3 separate regions of the Mus musculus genome follow, and regions 2 and 3 are each linked to region 1. A link is a contact called in public Hi-C and HiChIP or PLAC-seq data. All regions are on one chromosome and are shown on one strand. Each heading gives the region's core, a stretch centred on a gene start, on an enhancer-like site or on the middle of the called end of the contact. The rest is flanking DNA. Distances are from core to core; before and after follow the strand shown.

Region 1 (4,733 bases), core at 710-3,209:
ATCTGAATGCTGCTAGCAGAATACTGCCCTCCAGGCAGTTAGGACTAGGGTATTAAAGGTCACATCCACAGTGACACACCTACTCCAACAAGACCACACCTCCTAATAGTGCAGCTCTCTGGGCCACGCATATCCAAACCATTACAGTGGGTATGTGGGGAAGATCAGTCTCTGTTAGAGGCCGGGAACACTAGGTGGCTGTGAGGCTGAAATGATGATTTATTTTCCTTGGCTTCAAGGTAGAGTTTTTGAGTTAAGTATAGAGGCCCCGACTCTACTACCTTTTACAGTTGAGTCATAACTTTTCCTGGGGATGGGACCGTTCTGGAGAACTGGAGAGAGTTCTCTTGGGGTTTTAGTGGTCACATTCTTAGATCCAGAAGAGTGATAACAGGTTGGCATACTCTCATGAATGTGTTATGTCGGTGACATAAACATGATTGTATCTGAAATGTTAGAATTAATTGACTGACACTAAGTTCAAAAGAGTCCTGCAGTTTTCAACACCAGTGAGTTGTCAGGTACCCCTGCTGACCTCGATAATCTTGGCTGAGGCAAATGGTTTCTTTTATTCCAATCTTAAATACTAATATTCACCCAATAAATTCACTCCCAGGGACAAGTCATCGTTCAATCTGTGCTAGCGTGCTCTTGGTCACTTGTTTACCTAGGAGCGCAATCATTATCTATCTTCAAAATGGAGTCCAAGGATGCTTGTAAATTGGTGTCTCTGAGGGCAAGGCACAGTCTGGGAAAAAAAAAAAACCAAAACAAAACAGTGTAACATTGTAAACAATATAAATTAATGTAAATCAGGGCATATATTCAGCGGCCCCTGGGAAGACCCACTGCTAGGCAGCATCGCTTGTGGCTTAACCTCTGCTCATGGCTGCGGTTCTGACTCTGGATCTATCAGTTGCACCTCTGGAACGAAGCCAGGCGTGTTTGGATAGATGTCCTTGGGCTCTTCCCCACGGTGGGGCAGGTATTCCACTGAGTCGGGTGATTTAAATATTTATTGCTGTGCAACAAATGACCTCCAGAGTAAGGTGCATAAAACGGGAGCTTATTTTCATGCATTCGCTACAGGCTGTGAGTCGGGGAAAGTTTTACCCAGACTTCTCAGGCCTGGGACTCTCAGGAGACAGCCGGGAAGCTGTTGGCAAGGGCTGAGGGGGTTTCAGAGCTAGACTTGGGCAGTTGAGCTTATTTCTAAAGCCCCTCTCTTGGCTCCTGGCGGTCTTGAGTCCTCACTGTACAAACCACTTGGCGGAGATGTTTATGCCTCAGCAGCTGGCTTCCCTCAGAGATGCTTGGGGTCTAATCTCAGACCTGCTTTCTCACCTCCTTAAGCCCTTAGCTGTTGGGCACCCAAGCTAAGCCAGTGGGAGGGGATGCCACAAGAGTGACAGCCAGGACACCGGGGGGGGGGGGGGGGGGGGGGGGGGGGGACTAGAGGCCAGCTTGGAGGCTGGATGCCCCACCCCAGACCCACTCTCGAAAGCTACTCGCAGCTGAGGCTCCCACTCCTGCATTATAATGCAGGCCATTGTTTGATTCTGGGAAGTAACTGGGAGGGTGGGGCATTGTCCTTAGAGCTCTGTGTTACTTCAGTGAGTCTCCACATCCTGTAAGGTTGACGAGGACCCTTCCCTTTCTGACTTAGGAAACCGAAGGTCAGAATACTGAATATCTCATAGCCTGTATTGTTCTTACAAGAGATTTTGCTGGTGACTTCTTATTTCTTCTTCTTCACTTCATTAACTTTTCATTTGGAAGTCCGGGTCCTCTCTGCAGCTATTCCACGGCCAGCTGTCTCCCATGCCTGCTCATTGCCAATCAGAGGTAGTTCTTATGAACCCCAGGGCTCTGTATTCCTGGGCCTGCTGCCCTTAATCTGTTGGCAGTTTAGGTTCACGATGCCACCAGGCTAGGCCAGCGGAAGGGGCTGGTTTCAGCTCTCAGAACAAATCAGATGAGTAGATGACAAAGGCTGCAGATGGGGAGAGCTGGACGACACAGAGGCAACCTTCGTCCTGAGGCTGAAGCCTGGCAGTTTTCCCTGACCTGCTTCCCAAGGTCATTTTCCATCTCTCCTTCCCAGAAACAGCTCGTGACTCACATTCATTAACACACCTTCAGTCTTTGTGTCTTGCATTCTCTCTGATTCCTCCCACCCCTCCCCACCCACTGACTCTATGGCTTTCAAGATCCGGCCATCAATTACCCTCCTGGCCTTGATCCTTAGAATTTTAGGTACTGAGTCCCTGTGTGAAGAAGTGAAGCCCAGGTAGGGCTGTAAACATTCACTGAATAGATCTGAGATGCCCTGTCTTTAGTAGACTCCTGGGTGGTATGGGTGTTACTGGTGTGGCCCATACTTCCTGTAGGCGAGCTCTATGTGTCATTTTTCTCTTTGGTCCTTATTTATGTATAGGCTGGAGTCGTCTTGTGTGTTCCTCAGACCCAATTAGGTTCAGGATTTGTTGGTCATTGTGCTATCTGCATGTTTGTCTGCGTGTGTGAGTGAATTTGTGTGGGCATGTGTACACGTGTACACATGCCCACATGCATGTAGAGGGCAGAATTAGCTGTTGCGCATTGTTCCTAATCTTCTTCACTTTGGGTTTTCTGTTTCTCTCAGTCTCTGTCTCCCCAGCCCTTGTCTTATAGGTGCATCTCCACATCCAGTATTCACACGGGTGCTGGGGAATAAAACTCAGCTTTGTTAGCCTTGTCATCTCTCCAGCCCTTCACTGACAGTTTGCTTGGAGGATGGGTAGAAGGTCACCTCAGAGAGTGACAACAGTTCAAGGGAATGCGATTCCTAGTTGAGAAGTATTCCAGGTGAAGTAAACTGTGTTTGGCTTCCTAGTGTCTTTATTTAATGATCAGGGAGAAAGAGGGACATGCAATTAGTTCTTTTTGCACTTTGAAGAACACTTAACAAGATTCCTCCCGGGATCAAGGACAAAGTATGTGAGGCCTGAAGTTGCACTGAGATATGGGAAGCGACTTTTTCTTTTCTTTCTTTTTATTTTTTTAATGTAGGAAGGGGCTCTTTTCACTGAACCCTTTCCATTTTGGGAAAGAGAGGGGAGGAGAAGGGAGGGGAGGGGAGGAGAAGAGAAGGGAAGGGAAGGGAAGGGAGGAGGGAGGAGAGAAGAGAGGAGGAGAGGGGAGGAGGGAGGGGGGAGGGGGGAGAGAGGAGAGGGGAAGGGGGAAGAGTGGAGAAGAGGGGAGAAATTAAATCACATTTGTTTTCCTGAGGAGAGCATGTATGGCCACAGCTACCCAAACCCAGATTTCCTTTGCCTCTAGGTCTTGAGAGGAAACCAGCTGTGGAGTTGGCGCCTGAGCTGCTTTAAGTTGTGTGAGGAGATTCCCCCCTCCTCCCAGAGCAAGTATGAGCATTAGTGGAGCGCTGGTCTTCCCTGTGGAGTTGTAAGCCAACCTCTGACACCCGGGCAGCAGACAACATTCCCTTTCACCTACTTTCTTCTCCAGGCGTTCCGTGCATGCTCGCTGTCCACGTGTGAGCAGCTCTTGATGACTGGGTTTGCTTACACCATTTCTTCCTCAACACCAAGAAAGAATAGAGGCTCTCTGTGAGCCGTGGAAGTGGGGACAGCAGGGGATGTGAGAATGTCACTTTAAGAAGGGAAACTAATGTGACCCAGAGATTGTGACCTAGTGTCAGGTGGTCCTTTTCTCACACAAAGGTCCTTTGTTTTATGGGAAGACATAGGGAAGTAGAGAGGGGCACATGGGTTGTTTGAGGCAAGCTAATGGTGACTAAGTCATAAAGGGGACATATATATATATATATATATATATATATATATATATAGTGTATGTGCATATTCATATGTATATGATATGTACATCTGCATATCTGTATATCTACATACCTGCATATACACACATGTGTGTCTTCAATGCTTTCAGTTAAAATCCAGGCTTTAAGTCTAAAAACCACTGTAACAATTACACACTCAAATGCATAGATTCTGGCCTCTTGTATCCTCAAATAAGAATCTTTCTACATCTGTCCTTTGGATCAGATTTTTAGTTCTGACCATGCAGCCCATACGGACTTCATAGCACACTGTGTGATCACTTCTGCCCTAACAAGTGGGGTTCCTTTGATGTTTTCTTTGGGTGTAGGATATTAAAGTAGCACAAAACTTTGAACACCGTTCTTCTGAATGTATCCATTGTGTGTTGTACGCACCTGTGTGTGCTGATGTGCCTGTGTGCCTATGTGTTTGTGCTGATGTGCCTGTATGCATATGTATGTGTCTGTGTGTGTGTACATGCGTGTGTGTGAGTGCACGTGCATATAAATGCCGAGGTCAGCCTCTAGCGCTGTTTTTCAGGAGTTCACCACCTTTAGTTTTAGACTGGGACTTTCATGGGCACAGGTTAGCTCAGGGATCTGCCTTCCTCCGCCTCCCTAACCAAGGGGTGCCAAGCAGCTGCCATGAGACCCAATTTTTAAGTGTGGATTCTGGGAATTGAACTGAGACCCTCATGCTTGAAGGACAAGTGCTTTGCCAACAAAGCTGGTTTTCTAGCTCTGGAAATACAGGTTTCAATTACAACTATACAGAGCTAATAAATTTTCATTAAAAAGGTATTTCTTTTGGAGTAAAGTTCTTTTAGCTTTGATTTATTTGTTGCAAAACACCTAGAAAATTTTAATTTCTATAGAGAATGTGATTTTTCCCAAA
Region 2 (4,733 bases), core at 1,247-3,746, 210 kb after region 1:
TTTACAGGAAGCAGCATTTGTTCCTTAGAAATTTACAGCGGCAGCTCACAACTGAGGGCACGGCCCCTTCCCCATCCTGGGACTTAGAGGTAGAGGGCAGGGGTGTTGCTGCTAAACCCAACATAGTTTGTAGTAGAATCCCGAACAACTAGCTATCTGCCAGGGCCAATGTTGTCTAGCTGAGAAGTCCTCCTGCGGGAGTGCTTGTTCCGAATCCTCAGGTTAGAGGTGAAGAGTTAGGAGAAGGGGATGCACAATGTGCTCTGGTGTTCCCTAGAGCAGCCATGACTTTGATAACAATCACTTCTTGAAAACAACATTTTCTACCATTGCCACTATATGGTGAGAAGATACAGAGTTGGTGTAGCTATGAAGGACTTTCAAGAGTTTTCAGTAGGAGCTTCTAACAGTACAAGCAACATCTTTGTCCCTAGGCTGTTTATTCATGCCTTATGCTTAGGAAAAATGGTGAGGTTAGAGACGAGGAGAAGTCTGACTTTGATGAGTGGATCTGAAATAGTGTGCCTGGAGAAGTCAAGTTTAGTTTCTAGAAGGAGGGGATGTGGCAATACCTAGAACGTTCTGAGCTTGGGAGTGGGTTTGATGTTTAGAGACAAAAATAGTTTTGGAGGCACAGGGTAAAGAAGCATAATTAAATCGAATCTCCCATGAGCTCTGTGATTTTGGTGGTGTGAATATTGTGTGCAGAGTCTTCGTACATACATACATACATACATACATATTAGTGCTCAGCTCAGTAGAAGCTTTGAAAGGTCAGGAGTCTACACGGTCTACGTGGTGAGAGAAAGGGGCTAAAGGAAATTGGTGACCTTAGTGCCGAAGAGAAGCATCCCTTAAGCTAGATTGGCTTTGAATCTAAACTCTTTCACATACCAGTTCCTTGGGCAATTTATTAATCAGCCCCAGTTTCCTCGTATGTAAAGTGAGTATTACAGTAATGATCCTAATTTGGATGTCTGACTATAAAAAACATCTATGAAGTGTGTGTGTGTGTGTGTGTGTGTGTTGTGGTGTGAGTTGACTATCATGACTGTCACTGTTGGTTTACTTCATATCTCTTTTCCTGATCTGGTTACAAATTCTGCCTTCACCTCCTGAGTGGTCTAAGGTTTCTTCTGGTGCTTTGCTGCCAGAGCTGTGGGTACCATCCGACTGTTCTTTCAGTGGATGAACCTATTCTGACCACATGCTGCTTTGTGGTGCTAAGTGTGGGGCTACAGAGGTGTCCTGAACACAAGGCTTGCTTTACTGGGTCGGATATGTGATGAGGTAGAAGGCATGTGTCTCTAGCATAGCACTGTGAGAGGCAGCCTGGTGGGTACTGCACAGATTTAGACATTAAGATTGGGGTTCCAATGGCTCATAATTTTTCTGGTCCTCCAATCATCATTTATAAAAATAGTACTATTGCAGCCTTTGTGAGCGAACTGTTGGGAACAAGAGGCACACAAATCACTAAGTGTCTATAGATGTTCAGTATTCGCTATAACGGCTACCTGTCTGCAGGGTGTTAGTTTATCTTGTGTCTGTGGAACCTGTAGACATTTTTAGTCCATGCTGCGTAGGGAGATTTTATTTGTTTCCTACCGGAGATGCTTGTCTTTGTCAAATAGAATTTCATGTGACCTCTGGAATCAAGTACAGCTGGCTGCCGGTCTTGGCTCTGCTCTGACTAGTGCTGTGGCTGGCCGTTCCTTAAGCAGTAGACTTTTCAGTATAAAATGGGAAGAATAATGGTTCCATGCCCACAATGATGTTCTGAGGATTAATGGAAGTCAACTGTGTAAAATGAGCCCAGTACATATGGAGCTCTCCCTAAATGGTAGCTCCGATTTATCCTGTTAGTTGAAATAGTGGCTTCGGAGTGTCAAGATGAATGACTTCCTGTATATTCTCTGTTCAGTTTTATACTTTTCAGGCTTCATTATTCTGTAATTCATCACAGCCATGTCATTATAGAAAGCTTTATTTCTATGTTTGCTTAGCAATGTGTGCGAGTGGTTTTATAAAGATGCAGGCTTAGAATGTATTGGGTTCTGTGTCCTGTGTTCTTGGATAGTGAAAGCTGGGTTTCATAAATGTTGCTGTAATAACCAAGTAATCTATTATTGCCCATTAGATGTATGCTTATGTAACCATTTTTCCTTTGTTGTGTGATTGAGTTATTTGTTTACAACACTTTACAGTTATAGCACTTCAAATCATGTATACGGCTTTTGGGGATTGAGTTGTTTTCTTATTTAGTTTGCTCCTTCGGATGAATTCTCAGGAGGATGACAGTTGTTCAAAGGGGTAAATGTGCCTTTTGAATGCATATTGCCAAACTTCTTTCCCAGAGGGGTCAGCCGATTTTTGTTTCTGTCTTTCTGATTTTGAAAGCTTCAGTTCACTCTCTTACCCAATATATGCTTACCGTGTCATGCTTAGCCCTTAACCATGTTGCGGATTTGCTGAGAACACAGTAACAGAAGGGAGAGCCTCATATGTAAACACAGCTCTTGTGCCACAGGCTGATAAAGGCACAGCATACCTGGATCTCAGAGGAAGGGCTCCAGCCTTACTGGTAGAGAAGTTATTTTCAGTGTTCAGGAAATCCAGGCTGTGTTCTCTGGTAGAAAGTCATCCCCGACTCCTGCCCCTGAGCAGTTTACAGAGGTGTAAGGGACAATAAAAATTGTATGGTGTCATGGTTTGCAATCCGTGCCCATCACCCTCTCCCAAAGGAGTAGTAAATCTATTTTCTATGAAGGAAAAGAGAAGAGGCTGAGTGTTGTTTGCAAACGTAGAGGTTTTGTTCCTTCTTTGGGATTATTTACAGACATCTTTAGTAAGATTCGTCTTTTCTTCCCTGGTCCTTGCCATTTTCTCTTTTAATGTGCTCTTTGTATAAACTACTCTTTATAGTTTGTGGTAGTAGGGGTTCACGAACCGAAGGAAGTATAAAAACTTCATGTTTTTGTTCTGGAACATGCATAGCTACTATCTTGTTTCAGTTCCTCCCTGAAGATCCCAAAATGAGCTTGATGTAAAGTCATACCAAAGTTCTTAGAAAATTCAAAGTTCCTTATTTAAACTAGGAAAAACAAACATGGTTAAAAAAACAAACAAAAAACAAAACAAAACAAAACAAAAAGCCCAAATGCCCCTAATACTCTAAAGTACCAGTTACCCAGAGAGAGTTTACTTCTGATCTCGTCATAGAAGGGGGAATACCAAGAGACCATGACAGATCGCAATTAATAAGACTGTACTCTACAATGAAATGTGTCCCTGTTGAGATAGATGTTAATTAAGAGTGCTATGTGGGAGCCAGTGACTGAAGCAGATCATCTCGGGCTTGGGGGAGATGTGAGAGAGGAACTGTTTAGGTTTGTGGGAATGTGAGCACAGGAGGACTTCCTAGCTCAGGCAGAAAGAAGCATGGCTGAGTCTTGAAACCTGGGTAGAAGGGAGCCTTAAAGACACAGGTGTGGAATGGGATGTTACAGGATACCACCCACAATTCAATGCACTTCAAGTTTGGAGAGTGAAGGGAGTCAGAAGTGCCAGAAGTCAGTCAATTGCTGAATTGCTCTGTGGGTTTCTCAGTCCAGTAGTAGCTGGCTACCATGTTATCATTTAAAATTCACGATCTTGTGTTTTATTTTCTGTTCAGTGTCAGCTGTTACTGGAAGTGGCCTGGCCTCTCTTTATCTTCCTGATCCTGATCTCTGTACGCCTGAGCTACCCACCCTACGAACAACATGAGTGTGAGTATCTGTGGACCACGCCTGAGTCTCAGTGATGGCTAGCAAAATCCAGAGTGAAGATGCTCTCAACTGAATCTTTACAAAGTTGCTGTCTTCAGGAGAATGCCACAAATAGCTTGAACAGAAAATCTGGCCTTTACTATTTTTTTGGTTAGGGCATGAACTTGAGATATTTGTAGTCCCAGTTAAATAATGATGATAGTAATGATAATAATCTTAACGGTTTTTTAATCATGATAATAAAATAGCCTTAGAGTCAGAAAGTGACGGCTACAAATCACCCTACAGTAGTGTTTCAAATGCCAGTGTCCAGTTCCCTGGTGTTGTCCTTTTGCTTGCATTGTCTTTTAATCTCATGGTTAAAAATCATGGACCATGTATTGGAACCCATACTTTCTAAATCAAGTATGCATATATGTCTGTGTGGGGGTATATGCACATGAGTAGGTGCCTGAGAAGACCAGAGGTGTTAGAACCCCTGGAGATGGAGTTACAGGTAATTGTGAGCTATCTGATATGAGTTCTGGGAACCCACCTCAGGTCCTCTGCAAGAGTACTTTGTGGGCTTAACCACTGAGCTACCTTCTCAGCTTTTAGAGCATATGCAGCCTTTGTGTACAACATCTCAGTTTGACTCCTGTAACATTTCATTTTGTTCTCAACAATCTTGTATAGTAGACTTTGCTATCCTTTGCTCTGATTTCCTGGTAGCTAAATTGGGGCTCACACACCTATAATGACTTGCCCAAATTTACATTTCTAGTAGAGGTGGAATACAGTTCAGGCTGCTTGTCTCGCTCACTCATGTGATTTGAAGGCAGTCTTGACAGTGAGCGCTGAGATACAGTAGTGGCTAGAAACTGACACATAGTGTGTCACCATGAGCAAGTGATTTTAGCTTCTCTATAAAAGAGAGCAGCAAAACCTAATTTGCACTGTTGCTGTCGGAATGACCATTTTACG
Region 3 (4,733 bases), core at 1,160-3,659, 140 kb after region 1:
GATAGCTTTATGTCAGCTCAGCACAAGCTAAAGTCTTCTAAGAGGAGGGAACCTCAATCAGGAAAATGTTTTCATAGCATCAGGCTTCAGGTTAGCCTATAGGGAGGTTTCTTAATTTGTGATAAATGGGGGAGAGCTCAGCCCATGGTGGGTGGGGCCAACTCTGGGCTGGTGGCCCTGGGTTCTATAAGAAAGCAGGCTGAGTAAGGAGCCTCCCTCAATGGCCTCTGCATCAGCTCCTGCCTCCGAGTTCCTCTCCTCTTCGAGTTCCTGTCCTGGCTTCCCTCAGTCATGGACTACAATGCGGAAGTGTAAATCCTTTCTTTCCCTACTTGATTTTTGGTCATGGTGTCTCATCACAGCAATAGAAACCCTAACAAAGACGCAGAGCAACTCAGTACTATAGGTACAACTCAACCCATGTGATGTTTTGGGAGTTCTGGAAACCACTGTGACCACACATTAAATTATAGGTGAAGCTGTAAGCAGCCCTCTGCTCTCCTGACACATGACTTCTCTCCACAACCCACAGAGAAATGACCTTATGATCATTAACTTGTTTGAATCATCGGGATTCGTTGAGAGGCTGTAGTATCAGCTAAAAACATTACCCCTCCTCCCTAGAAAAAAAAGGTATATTCAAATTTTCCATGTTTCAAGGTAAGAAACCCTGCCTTTGGTTCACACCCAAAACCACCTCCCAGATTTCACCGGCAGCAGTTCTGTAGTGCAATAGTTTTCCTTGCCTTCCAAATGTGCAGCCAAATGATTTCTGGCTGTTCCCAAATATCAAATCCCCGAAGGAACAAGACGTTCCAGTGCAGAAGAGGTCCAAAGGAATGTGCAGTGCACTCAAAAGGCATTTTTACAGAGAGTGGTCCACAGACATTTCAGGAGAGCCAGGGACTCTGTACAGTCTGCTTTCACCAGGTGAGCGCCAGGGAGACAGGAGCATTTTGTGCCCATACCTGCAGATCAAATAACCAGCCCCCTTTCCTCTCAGACAGAACTCATGTGGGAGCTCTGGGGTGACAACTTCTTATTAGTTGATTAAAAGCTCAACAGAGATCCCCTCATAACAAATACTGCTTTTCTGCACACCCTCTTCTACGCAGCTCTGTATGCCTTGCCCCTCGATTTTGTATGATCTACACCTCTGTTTTCATCTCTCCTTCTCCTGACCCACACTGGTGCAACCTGAAGAGCAGATAGAGGATTCCTGCACTTTGTTTTTTGTTGTTGTTTGAGACGGATTCTCACTAGGAGGCCCTGGCTGGCCTGGAACTCATGATAATAGAGCAGGCTAACTTAGAACTCATAGAGATCTATTATTTGCCTGCCTTCCCAGTGCTGAGGTTAGAGACATGGGCAACAAGGCCAGGGGATTTCATCACTTATATGCCTATTTGACATTTGTGTTAGCATTGCTGATGCAAGGAATAACAGCACTACATTTGCAGAATGGGAGATTGCAAATACACAGACAGTGTGGCTCACTCTTCTCTCTGAGAAATGAAGGGCACTTTAGAGCATAACCTGGTCACTCCCTTAGCTAAAATCTAATGCTTCTCTTTCCAGAGTCCAGCACAACGTGTTTGCTCAGTCTTAAGCATGTCTCCAAGCAACATCCTCTGTATTTGCTGGAAGGAGATTCACTCACTGAAAGGCAATTGCTCACTACTTTAAGAGCGGCTGTGGTCTGGACTGGCTATTCAGAAAGGCAGTCAACATCAGGTGCAGCCTTGGTCCCCTTTAGCTCTGTCTACTTTGATATGATGGAAAAGCAGATTTGTAACTCCTACAACTTTCAGTTTGGCGGTTCTGCCACTGACTACAGTCATAGATTCTCACCCGCTCTTTTGCATAACAATTGCCACCTCAAAGAACACAGGAAAGCTATGAGAGGCCCTTTAAGAATTAAAGACATCTAATCTATGCATTTACTTATCTATCATGTATGCGCATCGCTTGCGTTCCTTCCAAACACTTTCTAAGCTTCAGGTATCCAAGCTTCTATCTGGCTGGCTCCAGCTTTGCAAGACGAGGAAGAGCAGCAGTAGCAACGCCTGTACAGCCCGTGCCTTTTGCTGCCTGGAATGACCTGAAGCTGGCAAGGAGAGACAGTTTGAATTCCAGGCAGGCTAAAAGGCCTTGGCTGAAGAGCTGAGGATTTCACAACGCCGCAGGGAAAGCCTTTCCATAAAGAGATGAAGGGATATGGAAAAAACTGCAATTCTGCAAATTGGGAACAACTAGAAGGTGGAAGTGTCCTAGAAGTCCAGATGGGGTCCTAACGTGACCGTCTGCCTTCCTCGGTTTCCGTCACAACCTGCAAACCACACTATCACAAACTGTTACTATATACAGGGCCTAAGTCCCCTTCATCCCAGCTCTAGGGGAGTCAGAGGCTGTGTTGTCTACCTTCACGCGCATGCGCGCCTTCCAGATACTTTCTAAGCAGCAGCAGCAGCAGCGCCCAGATCCGGTGATTAAAGAAAATTCCTCTCATCTTATACCTTGAAATGATCAATGCGTAATCTGAAGCGGTCTCAGAGTCTGTGGTCTGTTAAGAGTCAATGAAATGGAAGGAGAGGACGAGTCAAGACTTGCTAGGGTCTGGAACTACAACTTCCAGCAGACACCGCGCTTTGTGTTTGGCTTTCTGGTGGGCGTGTCCAAGGCCTAGGACGCTTAAAGCGGCGAGACCTCTTGGGGCCAGATCTCTGCAGAGCTAGCCAGCTGGAGTGTTCCAGCCACAGGAGGCCTGCGAGCAGAATCCTTTTAGATCTGCTGTTGTCAATGAACTAGCAGTCAGTTCATTAGAAAGGACACCGGTTAAGCATTCCAAGCCTGTTTTGAAGTTCATCAGCTCTTTCTCTAGCTCTAGCTCCACAAATCCTAAGTTGTCCATTCAACAAATAAAAAACTTAGAAAATACCATCTGTAAAACCTGTTGTGTCAACACAATTGTTTTTCTGTTACTGGTATCCATAGGCAGTACTTAGTGTCCCACTTATTAAGACTCAGCGTGACCCACAAGGAATTCTTTAAAGAGAACCAGTGGATAAAGTAAAAACTTGATTTAAAATTTTGCTTTCGTTTTCTACTTCTTCTAATGGAGTGTCTTTAAAACATAGCATGCCTTCAAAGTGCATATTTTTAAAAAATGATTTACATTGTGACATACTCTTCAAATAGAACGCTTTCAAATACTGCTTTGCTTTTTCTTACAGGAAGACAACAACAAAAATGTTCTCTGGTAGCATAGTCTAGAACATCGGTTCTCAACCTGGGGGTCACAACCCTGCCCCCACACCTACCCCCACCCACACCCCAGACCTTTTCATAGAGGTCTCATATCAGGTATCCTGCATATTTACAATACTATGCATAGCACCAGCAACATTACAGTTATGAAGTAGTAACGAAATAATTTTATGATTGAGGGTCACCACTACATGAACAACTAGATTAAAGGGTCACAACATCAGGAAGGTTGGAAACCACTGTTCTAGAAGGTGCCATTGGTTCTAACAAAGCAATGACAGTGGTTTCCTTGAGCTGGGTAGTTACTCTGATCAGATTCTTCTTGGCATCTTATTGGTTCAAGGCACTGAAAGTGAAGACGTCCCCAACTCTCTTCCCACCCCAGCTCCTAACTAACCCTGAGTTCTTATTGGCACTAATAAACAACCTCTCCCTGCTGCCAACTCTCCCTTTTTTAAATTTTGCAAACAAATAGAATGTAAGGACCTCTAAGGGAACCAATTTCGGACCTGAATGCAAAATAGTTTTAGAATTAGGTTTTCCCCTTTGCTTCTGGATTTGTCTGCTTGATGCCTCTGTGTGCATTTGTTCTGTTCAGTGTGACCTTTGTGAATAATATGAAATTGGCCAACTGTGCCCAAAATTAATACGATGTATAATTTATTATTTATTCCTTTTGTGCAGTAGCCCAGCAATAGGCACTCTGAAAAATGGAAATAACAGTTGATGTATAGTGATTTTGGAGATGACTGGAATGGCCGTTGTGCCCAGAACAAACCCTCCATACATTCTGAATCAGGAGACAGCAAGACTCATGATATTTGGAAACACTTAGACTCTCACAAAATTCTTATTTATTCTCCTTATAGTCACAGACAGAGCCAGTTTTCTGGCCATCAACATTTCTATTAAATATTCATTTTTATCCAATCCCAACCACCACAGCAAAATAAGAATGTAAGATGAAAGAGAATGTTGGTGTGGATGGGAAAGCTGCAAAGAAACTCACACCAGGTACACTCTGAGAAGAAACTCACACCAGGTGCACTCTGAGAAAAAGGCAGCTGGTGAGGGGATGGAAGCGCAACTCTTCATTTTTCCTTTATCACCAACAGTCAAAGACATACATTAACTGGCCAAGAGGCACAACTTATAGTAGAGCAAAAAATCATTAGGAATGCAGAATAAATCTTTTAAAACAACCTTTATAGAAGGTGCCATAAAGCTTTACTGAAAATCATTAAGAAAGCATTTAAACCAATTGAAGAATACATTGTTTCTGAATGAAGGGGCTACATTTTACATGGCTTTATAATTTGACATCTGCCCATGCCCTGCAACCTGTCTTAAATGGTAACAGTGGCACCTGTGTGTGTCCACATCAGGCCTATCTTGCAACACATAGATCTATGTCTTCAGATGCACATTTTTAAGTGAGTGAGCTAGGAGTCCTCTGAGATAGCTTG

What was found. Hi-C and Micro-C count contacts between places; a contact is called where the count stands out from the background. HiChIP or PLAC-seq counts read pairs in DNA pulled down with a chosen protein or histone mark.
Region 2: a contact with region 1 is called in a Hi-C map of liver, with 2.1 times the contacts expected there. The contact joins two enhancer-like sites. A contact is called at or near these places in 2 of 484 Hi-C or Micro-C datasets (bone marrow-derived macrophages and liver) and 6 of 115 datasets of contacts at active chromatin or transcription factors (SST interneurons, Th17 cells, embryonic stem cells and 2 more).
Region 3: an H3K27ac HiChIP or PLAC-seq map of embryonic stem cells shows a contact between it and region 1, with 10 read pairs. The contact joins two enhancer-like sites. A contact is called at or near these places in 3 of 484 Hi-C or Micro-C datasets (bone marrow-derived macrophages and liver) and 5 of 115 datasets of contacts at active chromatin or transcription factors (Th17 cells, bone marrow-derived macrophages, embryonic stem cells and 1 more).

What each region holds. Positions count from the first base shown.
Region 1 is chr4:53,336,712-53,341,444 of GRCm38.p6, reverse strand. No RefSeq gene overlaps it. Among named protein-coding and RNA genes, the nearest start is that of Gm52737, 12 kb to the right of the region's middle. Within about 2 kb of position 1,959, at least 34 of the 459 cell types and tissues checked have an H3K27ac peak or open chromatin away from gene starts, as enhancers often do. A contact at or near this core is called in embryonic stem cells, hepatocytes and liver, where this site is marked.
Region 2 is chr4:53,131,959-53,136,691 of GRCm38.p6, reverse strand. It overlaps Abca1 (ATP-binding cassette, sub-family A (ABC1), member 1), which reads left to right. Exons shown (of 50, transcript NM_013454.3): 3 at 3,677-3,770. Among named protein-coding and RNA genes, the nearest start is that of Abca1, 26 kb to the left of the region's middle. Within about 2 kb of position 2,496, at least 14 of the 459 cell types and tissues checked have an H3K27ac peak or open chromatin away from gene starts, as enhancers often do. A contact at or near this core is called in hepatocytes and liver, where this site is marked.
Region 3 is chr4:53,194,102-53,198,834 of GRCm38.p6, reverse strand. No RefSeq gene overlaps it. Among named protein-coding and RNA genes, the nearest start is that of Lexis1, 22 kb to the left of the region's middle. Within about 2 kb of position 2,409, at least 288 of the 459 cell types and tissues checked have an H3K27ac peak or open chromatin away from gene starts, as enhancers often do. A contact at or near this core is called in embryonic stem cells and liver, where this site is marked.